Regions from separate parts of the Gossypium hirsutum genome. Here regions 1, 3, 4 and 5 are each linked to region 2. A link is a contact called in public Hi-C data. All regions are on one chromosome and are shown on one strand. The core of a region is the stretch at or near the end of the contact, and the rest is flanking DNA. Distances in the headings are between cores, read along the strand shown. Region 1 holds the start of LOC107959973 (protein PLASTID REDOX INSENSITIVE 2, chloroplastic). Region 2 holds the start of LOC107957314 (NLR family CARD domain-containing protein 3). Region 3 holds the start of LOC107886320 (probable galacturonosyltransferase-like 9). Region 4 has its middle 39 kb from the start of LOC107959974. Region 5 holds the start of LOC107886318 (DExH-box ATP-dependent RNA helicase DExH15 chloroplastic).

Region 1 (2,748 bases), core at 214-2,713, 440 kb after region 2:
AGGGGGTAAAGAGCACAATAATAGCATAGCCTAATCTTCATCGTCAATATAAACCTCAATATTCTTTAAATCATTTTAAAAAGTAATGAATTAACTAATGTGATCTCTAAGAAGTTCACATTCGTTCATGCGAAACGTAAATAAACGTTGTTTCAACACTAATTGGTTAGCTAGAGACTTAGTCACATAAAGAGTTTCTAACCTTTTCCACAAGGTGGATGAGGTCTTCTCCACCAATACCTCCTACAATACCGTATTCACAAGGCACAACTAGATTGCAGAAAGGCCTTTTCATCAAGCTCTTCCCATTCAGTTTGATTTAAATTCTCAGGCTTTTTTTTCCAGTAACAACCTTTTTCAAGTCGGTTTGAACTAGAATTGCCATCATCTGAACTTGCCATAAATTGAAATTTGTCTCACCATCAAACTTCTCAATTTCAAACCTTGTTGCTGCCATCTCTGAACAGGCTGATCTATGAAAATTGAACTAGCTCTGATACCACTTGTTAGGATCGACCCGATTAAGCAACAAGTAAAAAAAATAGCTGAATAAATTGATAAATTGAACATACAAATTTAACGTAGAAAAACCCCTCCAAAGAGGATAAAAAACCACGGGCAAAGATAATTTTATTATAATGGCAAAAGAACGAAGAGTATAAAAGATGGAAATAAAAACTAAACCCTGAAAACCTGAAAACAAAGAACCCTCCAAACGTAAGCACAAAATTCTCTAAATGTGTTATGAGTTCTAATATCTAATGGGTGTATTTTCTAATATTGTAAAAGAGCCTATTTATAGGCTAAATTCATAGGTCAAATAATAATAAAATAATCTAAACTAATCAGTGTTTGATTAAAACAAATAAACAAAGTTTAACTAAAAGAATATTTTTCAAATTTGACTGAAATAAGAGTTATACTTAACATTCAATAATTCATTAATAAGGAAGTTTACCTTTAAATTGGGAAGCTATTAATCGTGAATATTTGACGGTCAAATTTTGAAATTAGAATTTGTATTTTGTAACGTGGATTTAGTATTTGTATTTTAATTTGATTTTTTTTTGAATTGGTTAATCTTAGTCTTAACCAAACTATAGCAGTTAAGTTTGTTTAGTTAAATTTTACTATTAGTATTATATTATGCGTAAAGTTATAGATTTAGTTTGTATTCTTTTTAGTTGAATCAATCTTAGTTGATATGTTTTTCGAATTTCAAAATTTCAGTCTTAATACAAATGACAATTATAATTTATTAATTGGTTTTTTCTGAGTAATATGGAAATAGTAAGTTGATATGACATTACACATATGATAATATATTTGAGGCATCAAATTTTGAAAATAGTATAACTTAATGAATTTAATAGTCACCATTTGGTTAAGACTAAAATTTTAAAATTCTAAAAGTAGAGGGATCGAAAATGACTAAATTAAAATATAAAGACTAAATTAAAATATAAGGGCTAAATCCACAACTTATGCATAATACAGATACTAATACTAAAATTTAACCATGAAAAAAACCAATATTGATTTAAAATACATAATATGAAATAATCAAGGACTACACTTGTAATACATCTAGAAAAAGAAAATTGAACTAAGAGGCCCGATACCAACCCTAGCACCCAAATTAACAATCAGTCACAGGCCCAAAAAAATCCAAAATTAAAAGTTCAACTCCATCCATTACAATCTATCACCCGAAAATGGCGTCTTCTTCGTGTTCGTTGGTCTCTATTCCCCCATCCTTAACTCCCGCCAAAATTCCAACCTCCACCATTCTTATCCTGCGAAACGCCGGCCTTATACTAAACCCGCCTTCTCCTCCTCTCTCTTTTCCAACCCTCTCTTCAAAACCCATCTCCGTAAAACCGTTCCTTAGCGTTCTCAGATCCTCGCATTCCCAAAAATACGTTTACCATGACCCTATCCCTAAGTTTGCTGAAGCCGTAAGTTTATACACTTGTATGTTTAGAAAAACGTATTATGGTTTTAAGCTCCAATGATAGATTTTCTTTTGATTATTTTTGTGGGTATTTGGTATAATAGGAGACCCAGAAGTTTAAAGCTGAGCTTTTCAACAAGTTACCCAAAGACAAAGACAAATTTGGTGATGACCTTGATTCTGTCATTGTCGTTTGCGTTGAGGTACTTTCCCTTTTTCTTTTTTCTTTTCTAGCAACGGCTAATTTCGATTAATTGTTAATATATTATGAATGGTTTTTGTTGAATTCAATGAGAGTTAAAGCATCACCTTCCAGCTCTATCCTTTATAAGCCCGACTCTTTTGCGTACACGAAAGCCCTGTAGCCAGCCGTTGCTTCCACCTTCGCTGTTTTTGTTACATGTTGCATATTCTTCACCGAACCTGCCAAAACTTGACATTGATAGTCTCGAACAATTATACTCAACACCACCTGTTCGACTGTTTGTTTGAACGGCTCCATCAAATTTAGTTTTGACTCTTCCCTCACTTGGCGGCTTCCAGCCCATGTTATTGCTATTCTGCTCCCTGATGCATTCTGATTGGTATTATGGTATCCCTCTTTGTATTTTCTGATAAAACTGCTGGTAGTTAGATTGGATTGACGGCCCTCGTGTAGCTTTGCGTTCCTAGTTCCAAAATCGCCCATGCTGTTATCATCCTCCATACTTCGATGACTTACTTGAAAGAATGTACCACTGAACAGAATTTTTTATTTTATTGGAGCCTTGTTTCATTCTCAAGAGTCAATACCC
Region 2 (2,734 bases), core at 112-2,611:
CATACAATTTTTTTCCAAACAATCAAGTCCACATGGATAATATAATTATGTGAAAACCTAAATAAAACAAAAAAAATTAATTTAAAAAGCAAATAACTAAACATATAGTTAATAAAAAAGAAATAAATACTAAACTTACGAAAACAACAAGATCATCATTTTCATTTAAATAAATGACCATCTTCATCAAAGAGTTTTCAATTTAAAATAATTATTTTGTAATCTCCATGTGATGGCCTGATGGTCAAGAGTGTTTATCGTCCTAGGTGTGGCCTCGGTTTGAGTCGTGCTAGTCGCATTTGTTTTTCGGGTTTTACTCTGTTATTGTAATTCACCAAAAAAAATATTTTTATTTAATTTTTAAATAATTTTTTAATTATCCATGAAAATGAACTTTCATGTAAGTTTAATATTTAATTTTTATTAACCATACATTTAGTTATTTTTAATTTAATTTAATTTTTTGTTTTTATACAATTTTTTGGGTTTTATTTAGCTTTTCACATGATTTTATATTATTCATGTCGACTTAATAATTTTGAAAAGAAAATGTACGTATTTAAATTTCATTGGTTGATTTAGCAATTTACTAATAGTGTTAACACCAAGACTATAATAAAACATATATTAATAAATCAAATAGCATTGGACATTTTCAAAGTACAAATATCACGTTCAACATTTTATCAAAGTACAAGCATCGACATTAACCCAAAATTTTTTATAATAAATTTAATTAAATAATATAATTTCTTTTATTTTTTTATACAATGCTTAAAATTAGGCATAGTTTATCTCTAACCCATACTAATTGAGCTAAAATTCAATTGGCATAATTTCATTTATTCTCAAACAATATAGTTTAACATTCAAAATTTTAAAATATAATATAATATAAAAATTATCATAAAAATAAATAATCTTAATATTTGCATTATTTAATTAAAATTAAAATTAAAATTAAAATTAATCTTAAATATAAATAAAATTAATTAAAATATCTTCATATTTAAATAGTATTTATCTTAATATTAAATTTAAATTTAAAATTCATCGTAAATATAAATAATATTATCTTACTATTTGAATTTCTTATCATTAGATTTAAAAAAAAAGAATTGTGATTATGATTATAAATTAAATTAAATTAAATTAAAATTTATTTTTAATTATTCGATCAAATTTAAAAATGATCATAAAATATGTATGATTTTATTATAAAATTTTAAAAAATAGATATATAATTTTATCAATTTTTAGAAAATCTAAATAAATATATATAAATGACATCCAATTATTATATAAAATAAAAAAAATTATTGAGAGAATTATTAAATAGGTTAAGCCGGCCTGACCCGGACAGAAAATCATCAAATTCTTTTAGGGATCAAGATAAACCCAACCCGAAAAGTCTTGTTTGTTTAATGCAAACTTTGCAAAGTCCATATGCTTTTATTTTTAGTTTTTTGGTTTTATAATTAGACAACATTCTGGAGATACTGTCGCTCTGTTCGCCGCTCCTATCCCTTCTTCTTCTTCTTCTCTGTAAACTGTAAAGTCCAATCGGTAGGTGCAAGATAGCAGCCTCTCTACCCTTATGCGCATTTAACCTCCACTTCCATGGCCCTCACTTCCACTCTCCCTCTATACTCTCATCCCAAGGTAATTACACGCGCTCACTCTTTTTCTTAATCTCTTCGGTCTCTCGAAAGGTGAAGCTTACTCTATTTGTTTATATGTTTCGTTATTCTCAGGTTCTTCCGAAGAAGCAGATGCTTGGCCTTCAAGCGTTGGCTTCGGACTACGGCCGCTGTCTTGGTCATGATTCTGCTTGGTTTATTACTAGGAGACGTTACTCCAGGTCCAAGAGATTGGTGGTAACGGCAGCGTACGGTGCGGAGGGAGGCGCGAGGCGGCGTGTTTACGGAGAGTCGCAGGCGCAGCAGCCTCTCAGTAGTGCTCCGGTGAAGCAGATTGCAACATTTCTGGCGCCCGCTGGCGTTTTTATCGCCGCTACTTTTGGTATGGATTTCCGTTTCTCTTCTTTTCTAGTGGATGGTGAATTTGGAAGAATCTAACTGATTGCATTCTTATGTATAAATTCATGAGTTTCGTCAATAATTTGGATGAGGTTGTTGAAATTCCCCAATTTGGTTGAGCACAATGAAAATTTACCAGCGCTCTGGTTTTTCTTGATTGCTTACTCAGGCCATAGCTATAAGCATTACATTTTTTAATGGCATTTGATTTTTAATCCGACTTTAGCATTTATTTTAGTCTTTAAGCCAACGTGTTGTCAGCTTTTATACCTTACTATTTCTTTCTGTTGCGCTAGGCATATGAATGGCATTTTGGAATCTTTCTTTTCCTTTTATTGGGACTGCGTTAGGCTTTGTACGGAATGTTTACACGAGTGCAGCACATATTCTTTGTTATGTTTATCCTACATGTACCCTAATTGATGTCTTCAGCTGACAGTTTTATGGAAATTGGTGGAGAAACTCCTTATGCCGAAGCCATCTAGGTCTTCATCTGTTGAAAATAAATCTCCTTCACAAGGAGTGAAGTGGTCTTTTGCCGCAGGAACAAATCTATTGTCAAGTGTTACTGCTAAGATTGATAGACAGTCAAAGCTGACACTCAATGAGTTTGCCAAGGAACTTAGGGCATTCAGCAGTGTTGATATGTCAGGTATGCTGACTGATTGTAGACTATTTCCATAGAAAAAGTGAAG
Region 3 (2,700 bases), core at 40-2,539, 330 kb before region 2:
TGGAGCAGATAGGAAAGAAGTAAGAGCTACACTTCCATAGTTTGAGGCTTCTCTGGAGTGAGTTCACTAATTTTTAATTCGTTGCCCACCAATCAATCTTGCAAGACTGAAAAGAAATAAAGCAGCTAGGGAAGGTGATCTGATTTCCCGGCTATCAATTTGATTTTGCACTTCTATTTGTATTTGTATAGAATACTTTATTTGGTTCCCCTCTATAGATTATGGACGGAGTTGTTATGTGTAATGTTGTGGTTTATCCCACGGTTTTACATTACCTATGATTTGATTAAATAGGTTGCATTTCTGAGAGAAGCAATGCATGAATATTCTTTTCTTCAAATGGAGAAGAGCTTTTATGCTCTCATTTATAGCTCAAAGGTAAGTTTCGTCAGATTCATTCTTTATTAGCTTTACCTGAAATTAATGATCCATGTCGCTACATGAAAATTGAATCAACGAGGAATCTTTTAATATAATGTTTCCCGAATTTACAAGTCTTAACAGTCAGCAAAGATACGAACATTCACTACTATAAGCAGAGGCAGTCCCCGGTTGGCTTGAGTTGCCATATACCTCCGTAGCTTCGTATGTTCCTGTAAGGTGAGTATCAAACCGGTCGTGCTGTTAATCTCATGATTGATAGAGATCTCCAGGGGGTTATTGCTGAAGAAGTCTTTCTCACAAGTGGTCACTAACTCCTCGACTGATTTGAATACAAGCCAGTAGCTAGTAGGAAAATCGTTCTCATGGGATCCAATTTTGGAATATGGAGAAACCATCAATACCAAGTCCTAATTTAGTAGCGAACCAAACAAGCTGGGCAAAGATGCGGTCCGTGAACATGTGAATGCGATCATAGGTCTCACAGCCACGGCACATCCAGTATTAATATATCCTGGTCTTTACTGGGAAGATAGTTTTTCCACAAAGAAAGAGGAAGCTTGCGCGTAGGTGTGTGAGAAATGATTAGTGTGTACTTTGCCTTAACCCCATTCAATAGCTGCCTGCCACTCTAGACCTCTTTATGCAAAGATCGAACGGCTCAGTTTGGGTTTTACTGACAGGGAGTCCTGTTGGCCCCAAGTATCCTTTTTGAACTAAAACGGCTTTAACCCCTACCTCCTTGCTTTTCGGTTGACAGGGGAGGAGGTCCCATTTAGCAAAATGCAGATATATGAACACTTGAAGGATAACAGAATGGAAGAGGGAAAAAAAAGTTTGTTAAAAAATTATCTCATTTTAAAAGGCCATCAACGTCCCAACCAACAGAATCTTGATTAAAAAAAAGAAAGAAAAATATTTGCCCAAATCTACATATTCCGAAACAAAGCATAAAAAAGGATATTTGAAGAAATCTCCGATGGTGCAACATCCCATTCTTTGCTTCCATCACCAGTTTCCTCATTTGTCATTTAAAACACAAAAGACCCAACCCTTATGCAGGAAAAAAATCCAAACACTCCTATTGGGTAATAACAATGATCCTTCAATAAGCTGCGTTTTCGCTTACAATGAAGCCGAAGACCATAATCTTCTTATTTTTCGACTGAAAGTTGAAAAGAAACGGTCTCTCTTTTTCTTGGTTTTTTTCTTTTTTGAAGAATAATGCGTTTTATTTTATATGCGGCCGCCCTTTTACTTCTTCATGTCTTTCTCACGGTATCGTTTTGTCTTGCTATTCGGACCACAGTCGGAGGAGATGGGTTGGGGTTCCGGTTTCCGGAGGCACCGTATTACCGTAACGGAGTGGAGTGTCCGGTTTCCTCCGGCGACCGCAATTTAGTCCAAGTGGCAATGACTTTAGACTTTGAATACTTGCGGGGGTCGATCGCCGCCATCCACTCCGTCGTCCGCCACGCTTCGTGTCCTGAAAACATCTTCTTTCACTTCATTGCCGCCGAGTTCGACCCCGCGAGTCCAAGAGTCTTGAGCAAACTCGTTCGCTCCACATTCCCTTCACTCAACTTCAGAATCTACATCTTCCGCGAAGACACAGTGATCAACTTGATCTCTTCTTCAATCCGGCAAGCCCTCGAGAACCCACTGAACTACGCTCGGAACTACCTCGGGGACATGTTGGATCTCCAAGTAGACCGAGTCATTTATCTCGACTCAGACCTGGTCCTCGTCGATGACATCCTCAAACTCTGGAACACAACGTTGACCAACTCTCGAGTCATCGGCGCACCCGAATACTGCCATGCAAACTTCACCAAGTATTTCACGGCCGGGTTTTGGTCGGACCCGGTAATATCCCGGGTTTTCCGGTCCAGAAAGCCGTGTTATTTCAACACGGGAGTAATGGTAATGGATTTAGTGCGTTGGAGAGAAGGGAATTACAGGAAAAGAATAGAGAATTGGATGGAAATACAAAGGAAAAAAAAGATATACGAGTTGGGCTCATTGCCACCCTATTTGCTGGTATTTGCTGGGAATGTAGAAGGCATTGATCATAGATGGAACCAACATGGGCTTGGAGGGGACAATATACGAGGTTCATGTCGGTCGTTGCATCCGGGTCCGGTCAGCTTGTTGCATTGGAGTGGGAAAGGGAAGCCATGGGTTCGACTGGATGGTGGAAACCCGTGCCCTCTTGATCATATTTGGGAATCCTATGATCTTTACAAAGGGAATTTAATCAAACACCAATCTTTTCCTTCTGCTTTTGCCAATTTCTTTGAATACCCCAGCTATTTGTTT
Region 4 (2,821 bases), core at 289-2,788, 490 kb after region 2:
TATACACTGGGTTTCAAAAACTCATATTTTGTTTGACTGTTATTTTTAGGTAATCCTCAAACTTAGGCAGTTCGGTGCAACGGGAGTTTGGTTATAAAACTATTTTGTTTAATTTGTTTATTATTATTTTAATTTTGGTTAAAGAGTTTTGGACTATTTGGACGTTTTGGTTGTTTAGGGTTCTTTATTTTCATTTTTCATAAAATACTACTTAAACGTTTTATTGACAAAATTCGTTTTTCCTTCAAAACAATTGATTTCCAGGAAATAAACTCGGTTTTCTTATACATATTGATCTAAGAATTTTTGACGCAAAGTATACGATCTAGAAAATGTAAGCAAACGTTGTTTTCAACTAAAAAGTAAAGTTAGATATGTTTTTCTTTTAAATCGAGGTTTTTAAATGATAAAACTTTACGACTCTTTTTGAAATTTACAAGAACTAGATTTTCGGCTGTTATACTAACCTTTCCAGATTTGGCCATAACTTCTAGACCGGATTTGGGGTGTTACATTTAGAATTAATGCCAAAATGCCAAAATATATAAACATTGAAAGATAAATTTATTATTATACCAATACCAATTAAAATTATATACAATTGATAGAAGACATTAACAATGTAATTAGTTATCCTAAATTGTTCACTTCTGAAATTAAATTAATCTAAATTTCTTTTTAAAAAATTAATTAAATTGGAGAAACCAACTTCCCATCCATCTATCGATAAATAAAAGTGAGATTTGTTATAACATGAAATTATCTTGTCGTGAAAAGTTTGTATTTTGTTAATACAAAAGTTTTAAGTCTAAATTTAGGTCTTTTAAAGTTGGTACAACAAGTTCTAAAGAGTGTTGGAGCAAGTTTAATGCTTTAACAGAACAAAATTACAAATAATTTAGAAAATGGTTTGTCGGAAAATCTAGAAAAGTCTAGCCCTAATAATTAGCAAAACATTTAAAATTTTTTTGTATCTTTAATAAGTTGGATTTTACCAACATTTTGATATAACACTATTAATTTGTCAAATTGAAGTTATGTCATCATAGGAGACAAATTGATAATTTGACCAAATGAATGGAAAGTTTTTGAAATTATTACAAATTGATTTCAACAAAAAGTCCAAACATTTTATGTAGAAAAGGAATTATTTTATTTTATTTTTGATTATTTTTAATATCTATTTCTTTTGACTTTCAAAATTTTAGTTCAGTATTAATTGAATCTATTAACTAAAAAAATGAGTAATTTTTTAGTATTATATAAATAAAATCATAATAGTATAAGATAACACATGTAATAATATAAGATTTGAAAATAATAGAATTTTAATTTCAAAATTAAATTTAAAACTTACGAATAATATAATATTAATAGTAGAAAGTGACCCGAAAAATATGAATATTCTTATTAATTATTACAAATAGTAGCATGGAATTTAGACATGGAAAGCTGAGCAGGTAGGGGCATGGGCAGTTCCGGGAATTGTGGGGGCACCAATGGTCCTCTCGCCCACTTGTATGATTAAGTAACATATTAATCCATCCTGTTCAAATTGCCTGTCCGATAAAGACTGCTCGTTCGTGATGGCCTAATCCTCCGCGGGACCACATTCTCCTCTCCCTCTTACAATTTCATCTCTTTTTCAAGTTTTGATTGCAATTGCTATGTTTTGGGAAATTTGATGTTTAATATGTTTTGGATAAAAACTATTAAATTAAAAGAATTGAGATTGAGCGCAAATATATATAGTTGACTTCAAATATGAGATACTCTCTTATCTCCATATGTTTTTAATTTTATAATATATTTTTTTAATATTATGTATTTCTTTATTTAAGTGAGCAAGCGTTACAATCCAGTAAAATGAAGTATTATGAAAAGCAAGATCGAAACATATCATGGAAAACAAGTGTGATGGCAAGTGGTGGTTATGGAATGATGAGACCTATAGTTGTTGTGATCTTTGAATGAAATTTCAAAGTAAATTTTAAGTATTTAGATTTACTAAAAGATAAAAAAAATCCCTAAATGAAACATTAGATTCATCATTTAATTTTTTAAAATAGTTATCAACAAAACAAGTTGCATATTTTATAGATATGAAAAAGATGCAGTTAACTCACAAGAGTATGCTATGAATGATGGGTAATCAAGGTGAAGAAAATCATGTTCATGTTACTAATAGTGAGTACTGAGAGAACAATTACGAAGATAGTGGATATAATAATCGTTTCGTGAAAGTTACACTTTTATAATTCATTTTGATAAAGGGAGTGCTACTTGCAAACTTAAGTACAAGTGCTTTAACAATTTACTCAATGTGGAGGGAAAAAAGTAGTTATATACCCGAGAAAAGTTAAGAAGTAAACTTCTTGATAGTCTCTGTGTTTGAGCTTCCAAGTCATGCTTTTCAAGGCATCCCAATAGTGGAGCAAATCGTACAATCTTACCAAAGAGTGATTTTGTAGGGAACAATATTTTCTGACACTACTATTAACAGAAGTGTTAATAACAAAAAAAAATGATATCTATTGTGTAACTAGTATGACATTAATATTAGATATTAAATATTTATAATCTAAATATTAAAAATATGTTACTAAACATTAAATAATAAATATTTTTTAAAATAGAAAAAATAAAGTACTTATAGACATAAATGAGCTACTTATAGATCTAAATGAGCTCCACTTCATTTATAATTTCAAAGTTTATTTAAAATATAAGTGGAGCTTTTAGTTATTTTTCAAATTGATAATGTATTATGTAATTAATATCACATTAAAGTTTAACATGAAACATTATAATCTAATCATTA
Region 5 (2,700 bases), core at 156-2,655, 490 kb before region 2:
TACTTGGTGCCATTCACATCAAAGCTGCACAAATGTCATGCTTATGCTTTGGAAATACCAAGTACAATTCTTCCACCACTCATACCATGAAATTCTTGAAACTGTTATCCGAAGTACCTATTATACAACATGTTCCGCAGAATCTCTGTAGTCAAGACTAAAATCTGAGCATCCTTGTTGACAGCAGAATCTCCTGTGAGAAGGCCCACATTATTATCCCCAAATGTCTCCCTAAAACAACAAAGATCACTATATCAGCTCGAAGGGTTCATATCACCTATAATTATTTGCACTACAATGTAAGCATGACCCAATCCCACTATTTATAGTGGCAGGGCCCCTTGAAAGTTATTTGGAGCCTGGAGGCCATATGAACTCTACAATTATGGTGAGGTTTAAATTTTAAATTTTAATGCATTAATAGCATGTTTCAACCCAAAACCACTTACAAAGTAATGAAACTTAAAATTATTTGAAAAACATAATAAAAAACGAAAACTATAATTCATTATGCATGTTGAGAGGGGAAGAAAATAGCTCTAATTACCTAAACTGTCGAAACTTTTGATTGGATAATGCCTTAAGCGGGGTTGTATAGAATAACCTCCTCCTCCTGGCTACCGTCGCCACGGCAGCAGCTTCCGCAATTAAAGTCTTTCCGCTGCTGGTGGGCGCTGAAACCACCACAGACGAACCCCTTAAAAACGCTTCTATTGCCATTCTCTTCAAAATACAAGGGCAAGATCATTAGAACTTCAAATTCTTCTTCTTCTTTTTTTCTTTAAAGAACATATTAAAAATAAGGAACCTGAAATTTATCAATGCGAAAATCGTAAATATCAGCGAGTGCATCGACGTCAATCATTTCCTCCCCCAATTCCTTAACTAGATTACAAAGCTTTTCAACTCGTTGCCAAGTGGATTCTTTCTGCCAGTTGGATGAATCCACTGAGATTTCTTTTTCGTTTTCGGTATCGTCTTCATCTTCGTCTTCGCTCGGTTGGACATGGTCGGAAACTTCACCGGAAATGTCTTCGTATTCGTCGTATTCATCCGCAGCTTCAAAATCATCGTCGTCTTCGTCATCTTCGAGTTCCTCGTCAAAGAGTTGGGGCTCAGCGGAGAAGGGAGAGCGAGGGGATTTGAAAGAGAGACGAAAAGAAAGCGGAGAGAAGATGGAAGAAGGGCGAGGGAAAGGTAGGGATTGAGAAATGCAGCGGAAGTGAGGGAATTGGGAGTGTTTGGTTTGTCGGAATAGAGAAGGAAGAGTGAGGATTGAGAGAGTGTTCATGGCGGGAGTTGCTTAGCGTTACTGTAGACCGAGTTACTTACACCACTGGACAATCCATTTGGATACCAACCAATACAAAATTGAACCGCCGGCGGTTTGAATATTTATTTTGTTATATATAAATAACAGAATATCTTTGCTTCGTTTTGTTATCTACTTCAGCCAGCGTTACACTAGATTTTTTTTTGGTATCAGGATTTCTTTACTTCACAAAAAAAAATTATATTTTTTATCAAATCATTTCAAAATAAATGAACTACTAAATTACAATGATGAGTAAAGTGTTGTGAAATGCACAAAGTAATACTTAATAAACAAGTGATCATTAATGGCTTTTAAAACAAATAATATTAGAAATGTATATGTAATTATGTGTACATGAGTTATTGTGTGGTAATGGTGTACAATATAGATTTTGAAAATGTGACAAACAACCTTAAAAGTGCAATGTCCTAGTAAACTTAGTGAAATAGTATGGGCACAATTAGCATACTAATAAATATGTACATGCTTTGTTTTGAAGACAGTGTTTAGTGTGAAGACAAATATTCATGCCATATAGCATAACACGCAAGTGTATAGTGAGGACCTTAAGTGATTTGGTGTAAGGTTGGTTACAACTTTAGTACAAATTAGTGTATAGTGTTTGGTTGAAATCCCGAGTATCCAAATGAATTTTGCTAGAGTTTACTAAGGGCTAAGTGTTACAATTATTGATAATTGGAAGTAAAATTTCAATGTGAGCTAAAAAAGATATGAATAGAATGGCATTGATGACAAGTGCAAGTAGTGATAGATTAGAAGAAGATTCAATAAGAGAATATTGATGCCAATAGTAATAAGTGAATTAGTGAAACAATAATTCATTAAAAGGGCTAGGTGAACAGCAAGTGAGTAAATGAATTAATAAAAAAGTAATTGCTGGATCTAGTGCCCTAAATATAATATATTCATTTTGTATACTTGTATTTTTCAAACAAATTGGTTTAATAAAAATATTTATAAATTGCATTAGTACCCTTGTATATTATCATCAATGTTTATTACATGCAAAGCAAAATAAAAGCAAATATTGGCTCACTAGTTATCTATAAAACCCCTCGCCCGACCCGGTCGTCGGGTTTAAGTTACAAGGTGCTACAGTTGTTGTTAGAGCAACTACAGTCAATTTATAAAATATTCATATGCACGTGTAATTAAATGCCAAACATATTCATTTATGGATAAACAGTCTCGGAAACCAATTCAGGACCCAAAACTCGATGTTCGCCCAAATCAGTCCAACACAACGGAGTACGACACTTATGACCATACAAAGCCTTATAAGATGCCATTTAAATAGTAGCTTGGAAACTGTTATTGTGGGCAAACTCAGTTAGCGGCAGATAATCCTCCCAACTATCTTGGAA

Evidence for each region. A called contact is a pair of places that touch in the nucleus more often than the background predicts.
Region 1: a Hi-C map of leaf shows a contact between it and region 2, with 2.1 times the contacts expected there. The contact joins the promoter of LOC107959973 here to the promoter of LOC107957314 in region 2. A contact is called at or near these places in 8 of 34 Hi-C or Micro-C datasets (anther, leaf and seedling).
Region 3: a contact with region 2 is called in a Hi-C map of leaf, with 2.6 times the contacts expected there. The contact joins the promoter of LOC107886320 here to the promoter of LOC107957314 in region 2. A contact is called at or near these places in 17 of 34 Hi-C or Micro-C datasets (anther, callus, hypocotyl and 3 more).
Region 4: a contact with region 2 is called in a Hi-C map of leaf, with 3 times the contacts expected there. The contact joins the enhancer-like site here to the promoter of LOC107957314 in region 2. A contact is called at or near these places in 2 of 34 Hi-C or Micro-C datasets (leaf and petal).
Region 5: a Hi-C map of leaf shows a contact between it and region 2, with 3 times the contacts expected there. The contact joins the promoter of LOC107886318 here to the promoter of LOC107957314 in region 2. A contact is called at or near these places in 3 of 34 Hi-C or Micro-C datasets (leaf and petal).

The regions. Positions count from the first base shown.
Region 1 is chrA05:74,813,778-74,816,525 of Gossypium_hirsutum_v2.1, forward strand. It overlaps LOC107959973 (protein PLASTID REDOX INSENSITIVE 2, chloroplastic), which reads left to right and starts at 1,464. Exons shown (of 4, transcript XM_016896163.2): 1 at 1,464-1,958; 2 at 2,059-2,157. The coding sequence starts at 1,716.
Region 2 is chrA05:74,370,744-74,373,477 of Gossypium_hirsutum_v2.1, forward strand. LOC107957314 (NLR family CARD domain-containing protein 3) reads left to right here and starts at 1,362. Exons shown (of 18, transcript XM_016892818.2): 1 at 1,362-1,662; 2 at 1,755-2,022; 3 at 2,479-2,691. The coding sequence starts at 1,621.
Region 3 is chrA05:74,036,066-74,038,765 of Gossypium_hirsutum_v2.1, forward strand. It overlaps LOC107886320 (probable galacturonosyltransferase-like 9), which reads left to right and starts at 1,290. Exons shown (of 2, transcript XM_041112648.1): 1 at 1,290-1,566; 2 at 1,691-2,700. The coding sequence starts at 1,795. It overlaps LOC107886319 (pyruvate dehydrogenase E1 component subunit alpha, mitochondrial), which reads left to right. Exons shown (of 8, transcript XM_016810217.2): 8 at 1-340. The coding sequence ends at 40.
Region 4 is chrA05:74,856,518-74,859,338 of Gossypium_hirsutum_v2.1, forward strand. No RefSeq gene overlaps it. Among protein-coding and RNA genes, the nearest start is that of LOC107959974, 39 kb to the left of the region's middle. Within about 2 kb of position 1,539, at least 3 of the 9 cell types and tissues checked have an H3K27ac peak or open chromatin away from gene starts, as enhancers often do. A contact at or near this core is called in leaf, where this site is marked.
Region 5 is chrA05:73,880,609-73,883,308 of Gossypium_hirsutum_v2.1, forward strand. LOC107886318 (DExH-box ATP-dependent RNA helicase DExH15 chloroplastic) reads right to left here and starts at 1,406. Exons shown (of 8, transcript XM_016810216.2): 1 at 809-1,406; 2 at 548-723; 3 at 118-231. The coding sequence starts at 1,291.